Linked DNA regions of Sus scrofa: region 1 is linked to region 2. A link is a contact called in public HiChIP or PLAC-seq data. All regions are on one chromosome and are shown on one strand. Each heading gives the region's core, a stretch centred on a gene start, on an enhancer-like site or on the middle of the called end of the contact. The rest is flanking DNA. Distances are from core to core; before and after follow the strand shown. Region 1 holds the start of ANAPC7 (anaphase-promoting complex subunit 7). Region 2 holds the start of ATP2A2 (ATPase sarcoplasmic/endoplasmic reticulum Ca2+ transporting 2).

Evidence for each region. HiChIP or PLAC-seq counts read pairs in DNA pulled down with a chosen protein or histone mark.
Region 1: a contact with region 2 is called in an H3K27ac HiChIP or PLAC-seq map of alveolar macrophages. The contact joins the promoter of ANAPC7 here to the promoter of ATP2A2 in region 2. A contact is called at or near these places in 2 of 5 promoter capture datasets (fetal liver and liver), 2 of 47 Hi-C or Micro-C datasets (heart right ventricle and skeletal muscle) and 1 of 2 datasets of contacts at active chromatin or transcription factors (alveolar macrophages).

What each region holds. Positions count from the first base shown.
Region 1 is chr14:31,788,376-31,791,982 of Sscrofa11.1, forward strand. ANAPC7 (anaphase-promoting complex subunit 7) reads right to left here and starts at 1,375. Exons shown (of 14, transcript XM_021072834.1): 1 at 1,169-1,375. The coding sequence starts at 1,269.
Region 2 is chr14:31,673,684-31,677,398 of Sscrofa11.1, forward strand. It overlaps ATP2A2 (ATPase sarcoplasmic/endoplasmic reticulum Ca2+ transporting 2), which reads left to right and starts at 1,590. Exons shown (of 20, transcript NM_213865.1): 1 at 1,590-1,720; 2 at 2,421-2,438; 3 at 2,529-2,611. The coding sequence starts at 1,603.

The DNA.
Region 1 (3,607 bases), core at 125-2,624, 110 kb after region 2:
TGGCAGCTGCAGCTCTCATTCTACCCCTAGCCTGGGAATTTCCCTATGCCACAGGTGCAGCCCTAAAAAAGCAAAATAAGATAAAAATCTGTAACTATGTGCAGTAATAGATACACTAAACACACAAATATCCAATCATTATGTTCCACATGAGACTAATATGTCAATTACACCTCAGTTTGGGGGAAAAAAAAGACGCAAAATGTTAAACAGAGCAAAGGAATAAAATAGTGAGAATAAGGGACAATTCTAATGGCCAGAGAAGAGTTCTCTAAGAGATGTATCTGAACTGAAACCTACATGAGGAGGCAGCTCTGAGGTAAGGATTCCAAGCAGAACAGGAAATGCAAAAGTCCTGAGTTGAGAACCAGCTTGGTCTGTTCAAGTAACAGAAAGAATAGACAGGGAAGCTGAAGTACAGAGGGCAGAGTAGGTGAGATAGAGCAGGAGAGCTATATATTTGACCTCCTAGGCCGTGGGAAGGAATGTTAATTTAAGCACTTTGGAGAAATTTAAGCAGAGGAACGATATGCACTCAAAGCTGGAAACAGCCCTGTGCTGTACCTGTAATAAAACTCTAAAAATGGCAGCTTTGCAAACAGAAAGAGGCACTGCTTAAAAAGGCGCCACTCCCACTTACCAAGAAAGTCTCCCATTTTCGGGGGCGATTAAGAGAACCTTGCTGATATACCCAAAAGGAAAGATCAATCTCAGATGTGGGACGAAAGTCTAAAACTAGAACTGGGCTTCTTTGAGCCTTGGCGAGCGAAGAAATGTCCTTCGAAAAGGGGTAGGGAAGGGAGGAGTTAGCCCAACGATGTGACAGGCGCAATGCCCGGCGACAGGTGCCTCAGAAAACCTCTGCTCCTAACTTTCGGGGAACGCTCGCCAGGGTCGTCCTCAGAGCCTCCGCCTCCCATATCTAGAAAGCGCCGCTCGCCGAATCCCCCACAGGGAGCTCATCCCAGTGCCTGGTCTACCGCTGGGACCTAGTAAACTCAACTAGCGTTCCTAAGTCGGCTCTGCCCAGCGAGACCCTCGCTGACCCCGGAACGTCAGCTGAAGCCCGCAGCCGCTTCTTCCCGCCAGTCTCCGGACCCCTCAGCCCCCGCTCCCAAACCCGCACCGCTTTCTCCTCAGCCCCAGGCCGCTCCCCGCCTCAACTCACGGGTTGTTATTACTCATTGTGAGTAACAAGCTGCTAAGGAGCCGCACATTGGAGTGCAGCCCCGCGGCCGCCATGTCTCGCACGTGGTCTATCACATTCATTCCGCCCAGCCAGGCCGCGGGGAGCGGCGGCACCAGCGCTTAAAGCCGGTAGACGCTCCTTAGAGAAGACTCCAAAATGGCGGCCCCGCCGGGGTCCATCGGATCCAAACGAGGCACCGCCCCCAAGATAATAGGCAGCTACTGAAATGCCTGAAAAAAAGCAAACAAACAAACCTCAATTCCTTCCCCGCCATGCCTCGTGTGAAGCGGTACAATTTGGTTTTTGGGGTTTTTGTTTTTAGTAAGAGTTACACCAGCCTTCTGAACTGCAGTCTTTATTGAGGGTTTACAGTTGGCTGCAGACAAAAGACACCTCAGAATGTATACATGCTCAATTGAAATGCGTCTGAGAGGAATTTGTGTTTCATAAATTAATAAAAAGTGTTTAACATCATAAAAGTTATTTGTAGGTGGGGGAGGAATTCCTAACAGCTGGAATTAAATATTTCAATCAGGCGCCAGGGGCAGCACTGGCTGCCACAGGAGCTCTAGGCAAAAAGTGCCACGCCCCCCCTCAGGTGTTATGGGCACCTGCAGGCGGCTTTACTTTTTTGATTGAAGTATAATTGATTTATAATTTCCGTTAATTTCTTCTGTACGGCAAAGTGATTCAGTTGTACTTACATACATTCTTTTGATTCAGTTGTACTTACATACATTCTTTTTCATATTTTCCATTATGGTTTATCACAGGATATTGACTGCAGTTCCCCGTGCTCTGCAGTTCCCTGTGCTTGTTAATCTATCCTACATATAAGAGTTTGCATCTGCTAACCCCAAACCTCCAATACTTCCCTCCCTCACTCCCCTCCCCCTTGGCAACCACAAGTCTGTTGTCTATGTCTGAGTCTGTTTCATATATATGTTCATTTGTGTTGTATTTTAGATTCCACATATAAGTGATATCACATGATGTTGACTTTCTTCTTCTGACTGACTTTTCCTTAATAATCGCTAGGTCCATCATGTTGCTGCAAATGGCATTATTTCATTATTTTTTATGGTTGGGTAGTAGTCCGTTTTATGTATGTATACATACCATATCTTCTTTATCCATTCATCTGTTGATGGACATTTAGATTGTTTCCATCCATGTCTTGTGAATAGTGCTGCTATGAACATAGTGGTAATTGTATCTTTTTGCACTGTAGTTTTATCTGGATATATGCCCAAGAGTGGGATTGCTGGATCATAAGGCAATTCTATTGTTAGTTTTTTGACGAATCTCCATACTTCATTTTCCATAGTGGCTGCACCTATTTACACTCCCACCAACAGTGTAGAAGAGTTCCTTTTTCTCCAGCATTTGTCGCAGCATATGGAGTATCCCAGGCCAGGGATTGAATCTAAGCCTCCATAGCAACCTGAGCCATTGCAGTTAGAGTCTTTTGTTTGTTTGTTTAACGTTTTTTGGCTGAACCCAAGGTAAGTGAAAGTTCCTGGGCCAAGGACAGAATCCAAGCCACATCAGCAGCCTGTGCCACAGCTGCAGCAATGCCGGATCCTTAACCCACTGCCTGGGGCTAAGGATTAAACCCGAAACACCACAGAGACAAGCCAGATCATTAACCCACTGCACCACAGCAGGATATCCTGCAGTGAGATTGTTAACCCATTGCACCATAGTGAGAACTCCCATAGACCTTTTTTTTTTCTTTTTTTGGCCACCCCTCAGCATATGTAGTTCCCAGGCCAGGGATCAGATCTGAGCCACAGCTGCAACCTAAACTGAAGTTGCAGCAATGCCAGATTCCTAACCCACTGTGCTGGGCTGGGGATCGAACCTGCATCTCAGTGCTCCCAAGACACTGATGACCCCATTGTGGCCACAGTGGGAACTCCTCTTATAGACTTTTTAATGATGGCCATTATGAGTTTTGATTTGCATTCTCTAATAATTAGCAATGGTGAGCATTTTTTCATGTGCCTATTGGCCATCTGTATATCGTCTTTGCCGAAATGTTTATTTAGGTCTTCTGCCCATGTTTCAATTGGGTTGTTTGGTTTTTTGTTATTGAGCTGTATAAGCTATTTGTATATTTCAGGGATTAAGTCCTTGTTGGTCACATCATTTGCAAATATTTTCTCCCGGTTCATTGATTGTGTTTTGGCTTGTTTATGGTGTCTTTTGCTGTTTATTTCTGCTTTTATTTCTTTTGTCTTGGGAGACTGACCTAAGAAAACATTAGTATGACACATGCCAGAGAATGTTTTGCCTGTATTCTCTTCTAGAAGTTTTATGGTGTCGTGTCTTATATTTAAGTCTTTAAGCCATTTTGAGTTTATTTTTATGTTTGGTGTGAGGGTGTGTTCTAACTTCATTGATTTACATGTGTCT
Region 2 (3,715 bases), core at 340-2,839:
GTTAGGTAGGTTTTCTATAGTCCTCAGGAGCAAATTATCTGTGGTTTAAGAACAGATTCTGGATTCAAGTGCCTTTTTCTCCTATCGGGAAAAGTGAAAGTCTAGAAGATAGCCTTCATCTTAAAAACCAAGCGAAGTGTCTTCTTGCACAACTCTCGCTATTTGTTACAGTAGCGTAATCTGTGACTTCTATGCGGACGTGTATCAAAGGCTGCGTGGGATATTAAAAATAAAACCCCCTTTTTTTCCTCCCCCCGCCCCCGCCAGTGTGGGATTCCCTCAGTCAGAGCACAGAACTCGCTGGGGAAGGGCTGGTATCTGCACGCGGTGAAGCTCTCGGTGGAGGTGGGGAGGTCGGGGTGGGTGGGGTGCGGTGTTCCTGAAGCAACAGATGAGGGATTTTGGCCGCGTGGGAAGTTAAATGCGGAATTCCTTCCCTTGGATCCTGAAAGGTGCTCTTGAGAGACAGATTAGGATGCAGAGTGCGGCCCAGGAGGCGGAGGGCAAGGGGGCGAGCCAAGGACACCTAACCTCAGCGCGCTTAGGGGAGCTCTGCGGAGATCGAGTTCCCAATTTCCTCCGTCTCGCCTTCGAATCACCCACCCTAACCCGAGGCCGACCCAGATGGGCAGGCAGTTTCTTCCGGTCAATGAGTGCAGGCAGCCCGCCGTGAGCCCTCCACCCTCCCGGGTTCTACGCCTGCCGATGGTTGAGTGGGGCGAGAATCGAGAACAGCCCCGCCAAAGAAGCGTTCCAGCCTCGGGCCTCCGCGGACCAGCGGGCCACAACGCGCCCTGCACAGGAGCTGCGCGCGCCGGCCCGGATCCGGGTTCCTGAGGGCGGTACGAAGGAGGGGGCGGGGCTTGAACGGCCGCGTGGGCGCCAGTCGCGCGGGAGGGAGGGAGCCGGAGGGAGGGGGCGGGGCCGCGCCGCCCGCGCCGCGCTGGGCCCTCTCGGCCAATGAGCGGCGTCCACATGCCGCGGCGGCGGCGAGAGGGGAGGCAGCGGCGGATAAATGCTATTAGAGCAGCCGCCGCGGAGCCGTCCCCGACGCCACCTCCTTCTCCTCCGCCGCAGTTTCCTCCGTTGCTGTCGGGGGTGCGGAGCTGAGTGGACAGGGCGAGCGCGCCGCGCACCACCCCGCAGGCTCGCCTCCCTCGCTCGGTTCGGCTCTCAGGAGTCAGCCGAGCGTCCCCTCCTCCGGCCCGGCCCGGGCGGGGCGGAGAACCACCTCAGGAGAACGGGGAGGGGGCTCGGGGGCTGCGGCCTGCGCTCCCGGCGGGCGGTTGAGGGTGAAGGAGGCCCTCCCTTCTGACGAGGGGAGGGAGGGTCGGAAGCCCCCCCTCGCCCCCCCCTACGGTCCAGCTGAGCCCGGGGCGGGCGCCGGCGAGGGCAGGGCTGCGAGAGGGGCGGTTGTCTGGGGGAGGGGGCGCGGGGTGATTCAGCGCCCGGCGAGGCGGAAGCGGCCGGAGGAGGAGAAGGAGAGGGACAGGCCAGTCCGCGCCTGGGCGCCCAGGGTGGCACGAGCCCGCGGCCCGAGTGCGAGGCGGAGGCGAGGAGGCCGCGGGGACTGGAGGCGAGGCCGGCCGGGCCCCCGCAGCCATGGAGAACGCGCACACAAAGACGGTGGAGGAGGTGCTGGGCCACTTCGGCGTCAACGAGAGCACGGGGCTGAGCCTGGAGCAGGTCAAGAAGCTCAAGGAGAGATGGGGCTCCAACGGTAGGTGCTTGGTGCACGGGCTGCAGGGTCCCCGCGCCGCTCGGCGCGGGCCCGAGAGCCAGGAAAGATGGCTGACCGGGCTCCACCTCGTGGGTCTCGGCTCCGCGCCCGCCGAGGGCTGCAGACGGCGGGTTGAGCCCGCGCCCCGGCCCCCTGGGAGAGAGGGGTTGCAGGCGGGGGACCGGGGTCGGGTCTGCGCCGCCTCGTGGCTCCAGCCCTTGACCTTCCCCGCACGCAGCTAGCTCGGCGGTTTCTCACCCGCAGCAGCTGGCCCCGGTGGAGAGAGGGATGAGTCTCCTGCAGCTGGGTTGAGCCCTGCGAGACATTTTCTTGTCCCCAGTCGGATTTATGAGGCGTTGTTATAGTTGGGAATGCCTCTGACTGTTCTTGTACTATCCAGAGTTACACATCTGGCAGAAGTGATGACAGAGCTGAAATGACTCCTTGTATCAGGAGCGCTGTTAGGTTGCAATATAATTTCACATTTTGGAGTAGATCAGTGCAACAAATATTGTACATTTTCTTAGGATACCGTTTTGGTACGGTTTCTATTAAAAGTGATTGAGTTCATATATGTAGTCATGTCTTTAAAAGGCAGTGATACTTTAGTAATTCTTTTTGTAATGTCAGAGTGCTAAAATGCTTTTTTTCCCCCCTCCCGTTCTTGACACGTTGCCTGGTGGATTTCTACATCCTGCAGAGTTACCGGCTGAAGAAGGTAAGTAATCTCAACGTGTTTCTCTCCCGCTGCCCTTCATGTGCTGATGTCAAAGATGACATTTATAACTAATATGATTGTTTCTAACAGGGAAAACCTTGCTGGAACTTGTGATTGAGCAGTTTGAAGACTTACTCGTTAGAATTTTATTGTTGGCAGCATGTATATCTTTTGTAAGTATAAAACATTTTCTTTCCAAAAAGTCAACAATAAACCATAGGTAAAAAAACCAAGAAGCAAATGTCTATTGAGTGAGAACATTATGTTTGGAAATTTAAGTTGTGTCTTCATGTTTTGTGTGGGGGGTTTGGGGTTTTTTTGTATGTTTGTTTCTTTTTAACATCAAGAAGTTCTTTATTGGGAGGTCTTTTCTGTTTTGGGTTCTTCCATTGTGTAAGATCATACTAAGATGATGCTGGCTCTTTGTAGTCTGTAAATAGAACTTACAAAAGGAATATTCCAGTTGCTCTCCCTTCCTGGTAATGGCAAGGTGACAGTTGTTTCTGACAGTGACAAGAATGATGACGGCAGTGATGGCACCACTGTTGACCAAATTTGGTCACTGACCTTTAGGGTAGTATATTTATCTAAATTGGACCCCTGTCTTGAATGAGTCCTAGGTTGAGAGAACAAGGTTCAGTACAGTTGGTTCTAGATCCTAAAAGAAAAAAAATCATTGTTTTTTCTTGTTCTGTATGTGCTTACCCGTTTGAGTCCTGTATGGTTGCTTAGAAACTGGTGAAATGCAAAGAACTGCAGCAGAAGAAAGGTGATGAGGGTTGGCAAGGATATTTCTAGGTTATTAACATTTTTTCATGTTGAATACTAATTTTCTATCTCACTTTTTTTCTTGGGCAGTGGATTTCAAAGTTTTCCTAAAAATGGTCATGAATAGGACACATACGTTCCTAATCCTCACAGCATGAGATGCCTTTTGTTCTTAAAGCACAGGGTTTCATTCTTGTAAAAACCAAGATAGGAAGTGAAATTCCCTCAGTGCAGTAATTTTTTTCAGGCTTTGCAAAATTGACACCGTTTTAAGATTCCTTTTTTGTATGTTTGTACACATATAAGCCTCAGGGATCTACCTCAGTCTTTGACTGCCATATATCCAACAGGGCTATTTTGAGAACTAAATATACAAAGCAGTGGGCAGGTGGAGGGAAAAAATTGGCAAGAGGTGAACGTTTTTGGAGTTGCTGTACTCAAATACTGCTGTGAGACTCTATAACATATCATGCCATGTTAGCCAAGTGATGTGTAGCCATTAATAATAA